Linked DNA regions of Mus musculus: region 2 is linked to region 1. A link is a contact called in public Hi-C data. All regions are on one chromosome and are shown on one strand. Each heading gives the region's core, a stretch centred on a gene start, on an enhancer-like site or on the middle of the called end of the contact. The rest is flanking DNA. Distances are from core to core; before and after follow the strand shown. Region 1 overlaps Ablim1 (actin-binding LIM protein 1). Region 2 overlaps B230217O12Rik (RIKEN cDNA B230217O12 gene).

What was found. A called contact is a pair of places that touch in the nucleus more often than the background predicts.
Region 2: a Hi-C map of B cells shows a contact between it and region 1, with 4 times the contacts expected there. The contact joins two enhancer-like sites. A contact is called at or near these places in 1 of 39 promoter capture datasets (the HPC-7 cell line), 1 of 15 datasets of contacts at CTCF or cohesin (large pre-B cells), 43 of 484 Hi-C or Micro-C datasets (the 3T3-L1 cell line, 3T3-L1-derived adipocytes, the AML12 cell line and 30 more), 7 of 115 datasets of contacts at active chromatin or transcription factors (the 230-238 cell line, embryonic forebrain, embryonic midbrain and 4 more) and 2 of 9 other capture datasets (embryonic stem cells and embryonic tail).

The regions. Positions count from the first base shown.
Region 1 is chr19:57,065,754-57,071,573 of GRCm38.p6, reverse strand. It overlaps Ablim1 (actin-binding LIM protein 1), which reads left to right. Exons shown (of 26, transcript NM_178688.4): 11 at 2,637-2,714; 12 at 3,328-3,483. Among named protein-coding and RNA genes, the nearest start is that of Afap1l2, 60 kb to the right of the region's middle. Within about 2 kb of position 2,458, at least 11 of the 459 cell types and tissues checked have an H3K27ac peak or open chromatin away from gene starts, as enhancers often do. A contact at or near this core is called in B cells, where this site is marked.
Region 2 is chr19:57,341,302-57,347,121 of GRCm38.p6, reverse strand. All of the region lies in intron 1 of B230217O12Rik (RIKEN cDNA B230217O12 gene), which reads left to right. Among named protein-coding and RNA genes, the nearest start is that of B230217O12Rik, 17 kb to the left of the region's middle. Within about 2 kb of position 3,076, at least 64 of the 459 cell types and tissues checked have an H3K27ac peak or open chromatin away from gene starts, as enhancers often do. A contact at or near this core is called in B cells, where this site is marked.

The sequences.
Region 1 (5,820 bases), core at 1,209-3,708:
TGCCATGAGGTGAACCAGTCTACAATGGCAAAAAACAGTGTCCTTCAAGCCTTGAGCAGAGTCCATGGGACAGCAAACCCAGAACCATTTGGCAGACAGCACATGGTGTTAAATGCTAGGGATGAGCCACGGGTAAAAGTCACTGTGTATGAAGGGATCGGAGTCCCTCCACAGGGTCCTCAAGGAAGAGGGCACTGACAGCTGCAGGCAGGAAAGCACCCATAACTGTGACAGGTCTTCCGACAAGCCGGGACACATTTGACTTTTTAAGTTCTGTAGCTGCAGCCAGTGCCAGATAGCCCTGTCTATGCATCTCACACGTGAAGAGAATATTCTCAGTAGGTATGGAACACAGGTAACTCCGCCCCTTAGGATCAGAGACCAGGCGCAACGTCTGGGAAATATTGACCACCTACATATGCCTGGCCAAGCGCCTGGAGCTGTCTGCCTCCGCTCTCACTCAGCCCTGGAGACGTAATTGTCCGGAGTTCTGCCTTCCTAGGTCACCCAAGTTGAAAAGTTGAAGAGCAAAGTTTTTAAAAAAGAAAGACTTGTGTCGCCAGGATTTAAAAGAGCGACTTGATTCCAGAAGCAGACTTTAACCTCCATATGTTACGTGTAGCTGTATTTTGTCCAGTGTAAAGGAGGTAAGGATGGGAAGTCATGTGACCTCCCGACCAATGAAGAGACCCCATCTCAAAGGAGGCTGACAACATTCCTGTAGATGATGCCTGAGGTTGTCCTCTGGCCTTCATATGAACACATACATGTGTCACACACATACATACACACACATATACACACATGCAAACACATTTGCATGTGTATTATCCCTTCACACATACATGCTCACACACACACATACACACATACACACATACACACATACATCCTAAAAACACATTTGCATGTGCATTAGCGCCATACACACACACACACGTACACATTCATGTGTGTGTTGCTTTGTTCGACCCTTATGAGGGGCAACATCTTTTTTTTTTTTTTAGGAGCCCGTATTTTGCTTGTGCCATGTCTGTATTTGGGCTAGGAAATGGAACTTGAAACCAGACATATTTGGGCAATGTTAGGAAATTCAGGATATTTCTCAGTGAAATTCATTGTTCCTGGTGACCTGTCAGTCTAGTCACAATTAGAGGAATGCACGGGTTCATACCAGGTGTTGGGGAGAAAACTCAGCTTGTCCAGTCAGACATACCTCCTCCTGGCTGTGCTGTGATTTCTCCTGCCACCTCTACTCAGCTATTTCAGAAGTCCCAGACAACCAGAGACTAGCAGCTTACAGCCTCTGGCAGGCCCTGCCTTTCATAGTGAGTCCAACCACTGCTGCCCTGAGCTGGCCCGGTTGTCTTTGTGGTCCCTGCTTCAGACATGAGCTACTCAGTGCCCTGAGTCCAAGTTCTTGTGGGCTCTTTCTGTCCTATTCGAGGCACTGAACTGAAGTCGACTGTATCAGAGAGGAAAGGGGCCTGTTCCTAGTTTAGCTTTATAGGTGTTACTCCCCAGGAAGTAGTACATAGACAAGAGGAAGACTTTCATGAGGGCTTTGCTTTCTTTATAGAATGTTCCAGAACATGCCAACCAGAGATAAAAAGCCATTGATCCTGCTTTGTACCTCCTCTTCCTGCCCCATACCCAGCCTCTTCCATCTTTCCAGAGGCTCATCACCCCCGCCACACACACACACACATACACCCACCACAGGGACTCTGATTACACTCAACCCATGTAATAAACCTGAGTATACACTTACCATTAAAGGATAGCTTGTTTCTTCTTCCAAGTATTTATATCTCTGCGCACTGTTTCTCTAATAAAGGGGGATCCAGGGCAATGTGAGGAAATCAACCAACTTCTCATTAGGAGTTAATTCACGAAGGAAAAATTAGGGTTGACGATGAGAGACAACAGCAAGGGGAATGGTCTGTGGGCTGAGGAAGAAGTGGGAGGCCTCTGAGGGGGTGAGTTCAAGGTTGGAGGAAGAAAAGGAACCAACCAAGGAAAGTTGGTGGAAAGAGCGAGTCAGGCTGTGAATCAGCCAGGATAAAAGGCTGGAGGCAGGGACACAAGGCCTGCTCTTGAGAGGGCAGGTGATAAATGACAAGGAAGAAGGAGACTGGGACCTGATACTGAGGCCCCAGCAGCTGTGATTTCACACTAAATTGGCCACCGAGGCAAAATCAGCACTGTGACAAGGAACCAGGTTCCACAAAGGTTTCTCTCTTGAAATAATCCCCATGGTGCCAAGAGGACAGAAGGAGGGCAGAGGTGAGCAGGAAGCCCGTGAGAGGCAAGGAAAGCCCAGGGTGTGCTCTGCTGTGGTTCTGAAGACTAGAGCTGGTGACTGGAGCTGGGACACTGGGCTGACATGGAGCTGGACTGAAACGCACAGCTTCAAGATATGCTCTAGTTTCAAGCCCAAGGTTCTGTAAGCGACAAGGAAGTGAAAGGGCCATGAAAGCCACCTGGACATTTCAGGCCCTTTCCTTCAAGGGTATACCTCCTGTCCTACGCCATGCTCACGGGTCTCTCCTTTCTTAGCTGGTTGAGTTTTCCATGAGGCTTGGGTGCCTGGGCTGTTCAGAAGTCTGACAGGCCACTCGCTGTTTATTTTGCAGCCCACCAGGACCTCCTCTGAAAGTATCTATTCTAGACCAGGCTCCAGCATCCCTGGTTCACCAGGCCATACTATCTATGTAAGTATCACTTCCAGAAGGGACACTTGGGGGAGCAGGTGGGTCTGGGATTAGAACCATCGGATGGAGAAGCCAAGAAAGGAAGCTGATCCCCTGGGATCCTGTTAGAAGATCCCAAAGGTGCAGTCACATGGTATAGATAGAGCTTAAAAGCTTGTTGCACCTAACATGTGTGCAGATATTTGGGGGATTAACTGCCCATTTTATAATGCTGCTGCTGATGTTATTAAATTCTGCCACAAAGATATTTACATATTTAGTTTATTCAATATACAGTACTTATATTTAGCTATCTGAAAAGATTTATTGACCATCTCTTTGAGTTTTTTCTCTGTGTTGAGAAACTATTCTGAAGGTTGAAATATTTCTTTATTCACTAAATTCTATACACGCCCATTCTAAGCCATTGATGATATTTTATTTTTAAGCGTGATTAATAGACGCGTTGATTAATAGGGGCATTGATCCTTCCTAAAGGATGTGACATCACGCAGCAAGGCGTTTGGCTTGGTTTAAGAATCCCATTTTAAGCAAGGCCGTAAATGGCACTGAGGATAATTTCTCGACAAACTGAAATAGAGGATTAACTTTTCTCGCTGTTTAACTCTGCCAGGCAAAAGTAGACAATGAAATCCTGGATTACAAGGATTTAGCAGCCATCCCCAAGGTCAAGGCGATCTATGACATCGAGCGTCCAGATCTCATTACCTATGAGCCTTTCTACACATCAGGCTATGAGGACAAGCAGGAGAGACAGAGCCTTGGAGAGGTAATGGATTCCCAGGGATTGCAAACAATATGGCCATCCAGTGTCCCGTTTCACTCACCTCTAATAAGAACCACTGTTTGGGACTAAGCTATGTCAGACTTTGCCGACACTCTGAAGGGCTCTGTACCTGGTGATGTGAGGGACTCAGAACCTATCCCATGACCTCCTAAACGAGGGTACAGAGAGGTAAGAAATTAGCCGTTTGGGCCTGAGGTTGCATGCGTGTGCGTGCGTGCGTGCGTGCGTGCGTGCGTGTGTGTGTGTGTGTTGGGGGCAGGTTGTTAAGGGAAGGAGGTCATACATAGGGTATCTTGGACTTCAGATAACTTGGAAGTACATTTCTAGGGATCATGAGATGTAAGACCTCACCCTTAAATTTAAGCAGCTTCAGTTTCTGACATGTTAATGGAGGATGAATGGAGGGGAAGGCGGTATGGCTGAGCAGATAGCTGGGGTTCCTTGAATGGATTACTGGGTTTCAACCGAAGGTGTTAGCACATGCTGGTTTCGATTGTCATGTGACAGTCACCGTGATCCCAGTCCCTTCATCGGGAAAATAGGGTAATGACAATCAGCTCCTTGGAGATGCTTATATGGATTCAAGAAACTGAAGAGCAACGAGGAGGGGCAGACTTGCACATGCTCAGTGAGGAGGGGCAAACTTGCACATGCTCAGTGAGGAGGGGCAAACTTGCACATGCTCAGTGTGGCTGTGGCCCCTGCTGTGGCCCTGTCTACGGCTCACTACAGCTCAGTGTGCAGGCCTGACCCTCTGCTGGGCCAGAGTTTCTCAGCCTAGAGGGCTCTCTCCCCTGTGCTAGCTCCTAGGGTTAGAGGTTACCTACTGCCACCTCGCACCCTGACCATACGCTGTTTCCCTCAGCTCCTTCAATTTATTCTAATTTTCTCACTTACCATTTTGTTTGTTTGGTTGGTTGGTTGGGTTTTCAAGGCGAGGTTTCTCTGTGTGCTTTTGTTGTCCTATAACTGGCTTTGTAGACCAGGCTGGCCTCGAACTCATGGGGATATGCCTGCTGGGATTAGAGGTGTGTGCCATACACCCAGCCCCTTTATTTATTTTCATTGTTATTACAGCTTGACCCTGGAGACTGACAGACCATGCTTTCTCACTGCACGCCCTTTCTGTCTTATTCATTATTTAAGTTGGAGTCATCTGTAACCTGATTGGACTCCATTCAGAGAAATATTATCAAGTAGTGGACTTAACTGGGCCCTCCAGCCAAGGCCAGAGAAGATTGTAGACTGTAGCATCCCACGGTGCCTAGACTTGCATAAGACGAACCAAACACTTGAGGCACATATGTCATGCTAGACTTTGGGATACAGCAGGAGCTTGGAAAATCCTGTCTCAACACCGCTCCCTCAAAAGGCATGAAAATGTGATGCTGGCTTTGATTTGTTCCCAGTTATGCACACTAGTATTTATTGTTTTATAGCAATTTTGTGTATTTATAATTATTCCTCTTCTTGCTGATTCCCAATCTGGGTTTTATTCTAGAACACAGCCTGCATTAAGGTCCCCAGTCTGGCAAGGGACTTGCATTTTTCCCATAGTGCCATCTGGTGGTTTGCTTGCTGCACTGCATCTACAGACGGTTAATTGTCCTGGGCTGTTAGCTACCACTGGATTTCAGAATTTCAGAGGTCAGGGTAACTTTCTGAACAAAGTACATAAAGACTGGCCTTCGAGTCATTGCTCAGGTGTCTTTTTTAAAGTTCAAGACATATATGCAAAAGGGAAATGTTGGCTTTTCGTGGTTTTAAAGGTGCATGTGTGCTGTGTGTACTTTCTTGGGTGGTGTGTGTGTGTGTCTATTATTATTGTTGTGTGTTATTGTTTTGTATTCTTCCAGTACCTTCCTCTGGAGTAGCAAAATATCAAGCAGAAATTTGGCTTGGAAATGAAGTTTAGGTCACTTAAAATCTGACTGCGCCACCTACCTACTAACTCAGGACTTGGAAAGTAAATGTGCCAGTTTGTCTATAAGGAATGAGATCATTAGATTAGACCAATATCTGACATCCAACAAAAATGCTAACATCCCACCTCTTCTCACAGTCCACTGGTATGTGCCAGCGTAGTCGTGGCCTGTGGCTTTCTTTGTTCATAGAGGATGCCCCTTTGGGACAGAAATTAGATACATTAATAAACTTCCTTTGAATGCATGTATCTTGTCACCAAATAAACACTACAAGCTATTCTATTACTACTTCTATCAGTTATGACACTTATTTTGTAGAACCATGAGTTATTTTAAAGACACGGAAGGGATGGGGAGGTAGCTCAGCCGGTGAAGTGCTTGTCACAAAACCTGA
Region 2 (5,820 bases), core at 1,827-4,326, 270 kb before region 1:
GAAAGAGAGTGGTGTCATGTGCTCTACAAAGAGATAGTGATGTCATGTGCTCTAGAAGGAGAGAGTGATGGCATATGCTCTAGAGAGAAAATGATGTCATGTGCTCTAGAAAGGGAGTGATGTCATGTGCTCTAGAAAGAGGGTGATGTCACTTGCTTTAGAAAGAGAGTGATGTCATGTGCCCTAGAAAGAGAGAGTGATATCATGTGCTCAAGAATGAGAGAGTGCTGTCATGTTTTCTAGAAAGAGAGAATGATGTCACGTGCTCTAGAAAGAGAATGATATCATGTGCCCTAGAAAGAGAGAGTGATGGCATGTGCTCTAGAAAGAAAGAGTGATGTCACGTGCTCTAGAAAGGGAGAATGCTGTCACGTGCTATAAAAAGAGAGTGATATCATGGGCTCTAGAAAGAGATAGTGATGTTATGTGCTCTAGAAAGAGAAAGTGATGTCATGTGCTCTAGAAAGAGTGAAGTCATGTGTCTAGTAAGAGAATGATGTCATGTGCTCTAGAAAGGGAGAGTGATGTCATATGCTCTAGAAAGAAAGAGTGATGTCATGTGTCCTAGAAAGAGAGAGTGATGTAATGTGCTCTAGGTGGAGAGTGATGACATGTTCTCTAGAAATCAAGTAAGGCCATGGGCTCTAGAAAGAGAGAGTGATGTCATGTGCTCTAGAAAAATATTGTGATGTCATGTGTGCTAGATAGAGTGATGTCATGGGCGCTAGATAGAGAGAGTGATGTCATGAGCTCTAGAGAGAAAGTAATGTTATGTGCCCTAGAACTCGAGTGATGTCCTGTGCTCTAGAAAGAGAGTGATGCCATATGCTGTAGAAAGAGAGAATTATGTCATGTGCTCTAGATAGCGAGTGATGTCATGTGCTCTAGAAAGAGATAGTGATGTCATGTGCTCTAGAAGGAGAGAGTAATATGATATGCTCTAGAAAGAGGGTGATGTCATGTGCCCTGGAAAGAGTGAGTGATATCGTGTGCTCTAGGATGAGATAGTGATGTCATGTGCTCTAGAAAGGGAGTGATGTAATGTGCTCTAGAAAGATGTAGGAAGCCGCCCTCACATTCGCCGTTGCAAGATGGCGCTGACATCCTGTGTTCTAAGTGGTAAACAAATAATCTGCGCATGTGCCAAGGGTAGTTTTCCACCCCATGTGCTCTGCCTTCCCCGTGACGACAACTCGGCCGATGGGCTGCAGCCAATCAGGGAGTAATACGTCCTAGGTGGAGAATAATTCTCCTTAAAAAGGGACGGGGTTTCGCCATTCTCCCCTTTGCTCTCTTGCTTTTGCTTTTGCACTCTTGCTTTTGCTCTTGCGCTCTTGCGCTCTGGCTCCTAAAGATGTAAGCAATAGAGCTCTTGCTCTGGCTCTTGCTTCTTGCTCCTAAAGATGTAAGCAATGGAGCTCTTGCTCTCTTGCACTCTTGCTCCTGAAGATGTAAGCAATAAAGCTTTTGCCGCAGAAGATTCAGGTTTGCTGCGTTCTTCCTGGCCGGTCGCGAGAATGCGTGTAAGAGAAAGAGAGTGATGTCATGTGCCCTAGAAAGAGAGAGTGATGTCATATGCTCTAGAGAGAAAATGATGTCATGTGCTCTAGAAAGAGAGTGATGTCATGTGCTCTAGAAAGAGAGAGTGATGTCATATGCTCTAGAAAGAGAGAGTGATGTTTGTGCTCTAGATCATCTGACCATAAAGCAACAGCTAGTTTATAAGTGGTGTCCTATTCTATTTTTCAGCCGTGCCAGTAAGCAAACAGAGAGTCTTGTGCTAGCTCAGTAAGAAACCAGTCACTGAGCTGTATTCCCAAACTGAACACTGATATAAATTAATACTAGTAATTACTCTGTATTTGACTTGTTGATGACAGATAAACTCAATGCTGAGGAGAACATATCCAACTAGACATTCAGGCTAACAGGGGAAGGACAGAACCAGACAGAGATGATAGCTACGTAATTTTGAGCAAGAATTGACACCACAGTCTGGTTCGCTTTCCAACAGCCATTTTGTCATGTGAATTTTACCTCAACAAGAAGTAAAGTAGGTGACCATGTGACCATGCCATACTGTTGTGGGACTTTCTTCAGTGGCCTTCAGTACTGTACCTGCTTGTCTGTAACAGAAAGCACAAGCCTGCCACTTGAAATCTGTCCATGAGAGTGAGGGTTTTTTTTAAGCCACTGTTCAGGCAGTGACCTGCCAAAGCAATGGCCTCTGAAAATCTAATCTGAGGGTGGAGGACTGGGGAGCTGGCTCAGTCCTCAAAGGCTGGCAGTGTAAGAGTGAGGCCTGGGCTGGACCTGCATCAAAAGCTGGGCACAATGACGTCACACACAATCCCAGTGCTGCAGAGGGAGACAGGTGGGAATAACTGGATCACTGAAGTTCACTGTAGCTAGACTAACTGCAGCAGGTTCCCAGGCAATGTGAGAGGCCTGCCTGCCTCAAAAGCAGTGGCTGAGAATGACTTAAGTTCCTCAAGGATGACCTCTGACCTACACACACGCACACACACACAGAAGCTCACATATACATGAGTATATTCACATACGTGATCACATGCACACACACATCCACACTCACATGTACACATTCATGCACTCACATATATATACACACACAGAAACACACACACACATGAGCACATGCACACACACACATGCATGCATGCAAACACACAAAATCTGATTTGAAGTGCAAATAAAGTAAAGACTGGAGGGACGTGACAAAAAAATCGGTGGGACGGTGTTCTAGACATCCCGACAAGGTGACCCATCTCTTGGGATGACTTGATCGGAGAATTGGAAGAACAGAGGGTTCTTATGATAGCACAAGAGACTGAGTTTCCTCTAATAAAGTTAAGTAATTTTGGTGGTGAGCAATTCAGGGGCTGAGGTGGAGCAAATAGGCAGAGACAGAGAAGTCAGGAACAGAAAGCTTTGGGGCAGGAAGGACCGACCACAAGGACTCTGAAGCACTTGGCAGGATAGACGTGGACTGAGGGCAGCTGTAGGCCAGGTGGATGTCAGGGAGCTAGCGGAAGGATGTGGCCAGGAAGTGTATAAATGGCAGTGTTTAGGGGGCTGTGGTTGGTACAGTCAAAGGGCTCAAAGGCAAAAGTCATAGGGATCTTTACAGGAGAGCAGGAAGGTGAGTCTAGTGGTGGCATGGCGGGGGGGAGGGTGAGAGGGCACCAACCAGAAAGGTCACGTGACTCAGACTTCACTCTGCAGCAGAGAAAACTGAGGAAGAAAGGACATTAGCTAACCCCTGAGATGTCCTCAATGCTCCCTGCCTGCAGATGCTCACAATCTTCCCACAGGGTACCAGGATCTGCTTGTGGAAGGTAGAACACAACAGAACCGATGCTATATTGCATGTAAGACTGGACTATGCTGTTGCAGGCTCTATCTGGTTGTTCTGTTATCAGTTTTGGGAGAAGACAGCTGCCACAGCTTAAGGCAGTCTAAGGACAGGCCCCTAGGGTAAGGAACTGAAGTTCTTGATGGGTTTGTGAGGGACCTTAGCAGTAGTCTCCAGCCCAAACCAGCCTTCAGATGACAGAATGCTATCTCATGGCTCCTTTGGCATCTCTTGAGACTCCCTGAGGAGACCAACTTAGATGCAGCTGAGCCAACCTACAGAAATCGGGAGATTATACACACTGCTTGTCCTAATCTGTTACATTTGGAGCAACTTGTTACGCAGCAATGGATAAATAAGAGTTGTCGTCATTTATGCAAAACCACAAGGCTGATTAGCAGTCAGTTTGAAGTGGGTTCCTAACTCTCAATGTTCTGTTAAAACACACCTTGTCCCAGTGTATATCCAAAGGGCCTCTCTTTCCAGTGATGGCCATCTTTTGATACATATGCAGCTAGAGACAAGAGCTCCGGGGTACTGGTTAGTTCATATTGTTGTTCCACCTATAGAATTGCAGATCCCTTTAGCTCCTTGGGTACTTTCTCTAGCTCCTCCATTGGGGGCCGTGTGATCCATCCAATAGCTGACTGTGAGCATCCACTTCTGTGTTTGCTAGGCCCCAGCATAGTCTCACAAGACAGCTACATCTGGGTCCTTTCAGCAAAATCTTGCTAGTGTATGCAATGGTGTCAGCGTTTGGAAGCTGATTATGGGATGGATCCCTGGATATGGCAATCACTAGATGGTCTATCCTTTCATCACAGCTCCAAATTTTGTCTCTGTAACTCCTTCCATGGGTGTTTTGTTCCCAATTCTAAGAAGGGGCAAAGTGTCCACACTTTGGTCTTCGTTCTTCTTGAGTTTCATGCGTTTAGCAGGTTCTGCTTTTTTCATAGGCAAAGAAAAGAAATTGCTGTTCCATGCTTCCTCCAGGAATACAGAGGGCGACCTGGAAGTATAAGTCTTTTCTGTGCCCCCACCAGAGTCACACGTAAGCATTTCTAAAGGATTCGGATTAACGCAATGTGTGTAGTCGCTCACCGGTAAAACCAGAAAAGCAGTTCTACTTAGCTTTTTACTCACCGCCGGGCTGGAATGGGTTCATGTAGCCAGGTACTTACTAGGCCTTTAACATTCTTCAGTTAGGTTCTGACCTTCCTGGGCAGTGAATCAATGATTGGGTCTAGTGTCTGCATTTCTGCCTGTGATCTTTCTAAACGCAGTATTCAGTGAAAGGCAGATTGCCAAAAAGGCACTTTGTGGCTCCGGTTTCTATGTCATAGCGTCTGCAATTTGTATGAGGACGATCGTTATGCCAGAGAAAGGTCTCCAGCTCCTGTGACCCTTTGACTTCTAACTTGGATCTCAGGTGTTAAAGCAACCGTGCAATTATACCTCAGTAGCTTGTCCTGCCTTAAGAACACAGCTGGAAGCAGACTGCCTTTAAGATGCTTATCTTAGTACCCACAGGGTACAGAGGTTGGCAATAGATGACTCTACAATGATGACCATACGGGAAGTACTGATTGGACTCAGTGTGTGTGGTGATTTGAATGAGAAATGTCCCCCACAGCTTCAGGCATTTGGTCACCCGTTGGTGGCACTTTTGGGGTAGCTTTAGGTGGTGAAGCCTTCCTTGCTGGAGGAAGTCTGTCACTGGGGGCAGGTGGGCTTTGGGATTAAAAGCGTCAGACACTTCTTCCAGTCATCTTCTTTGCTTTGTGGTTGTGGTTGTGCTTGTGGCTGAAGATTCAAACTCTCCGCTTCGAGCTCCTGCCGCCAAGCCTCCTCACCACATGCAATGCACTCTTAGCCCTCTGGAACCAGACAATCCCAGGTGAGCCCTTCCTCCTATAAGTTGCCTTGATTGGGGTGTTTGTGTCACAGCACAGAAAAGAAACTAACCCCGTGGGCTTATTTTTTTCCAAGTGGTTAAGAAGTTGGAAAGGGGGCATGGTGGAGGGTCCTGGAGGAATTGGAGGCAGACAGTGGTGGACAGATACAATCAAATTGCATTGTATGTGCCGATGAGTTCTCAAAGAATGAAAACGCTACATAGAAAAGAATGGGACTACAGAAGTAGCACCAGCAGGCTAGCTTCAACTAGAGCATGCGTGTTTTAAAAGTACACTTCAGGATGCTTAAGGATCTGACCTCCTTCAATCTCACCAGATTCAGACGTGTGCCCATTGTTCCTCATTACAGCTGGTGACTTAATTTGCTGTCACATAGTCTCAGCTCTAGAAGAGTCTTAAATGTTTTCCTGTTTGTTTGTTTGTTTCCTAACTGTGCTGAAAGAAAGAAAAAAAAAAGAAAGGAAGACAGGAAAAAAGAAAAATATGTGTCAGCCTTCCCTGAAATCACTTATGGTCTTGAGGATTAGA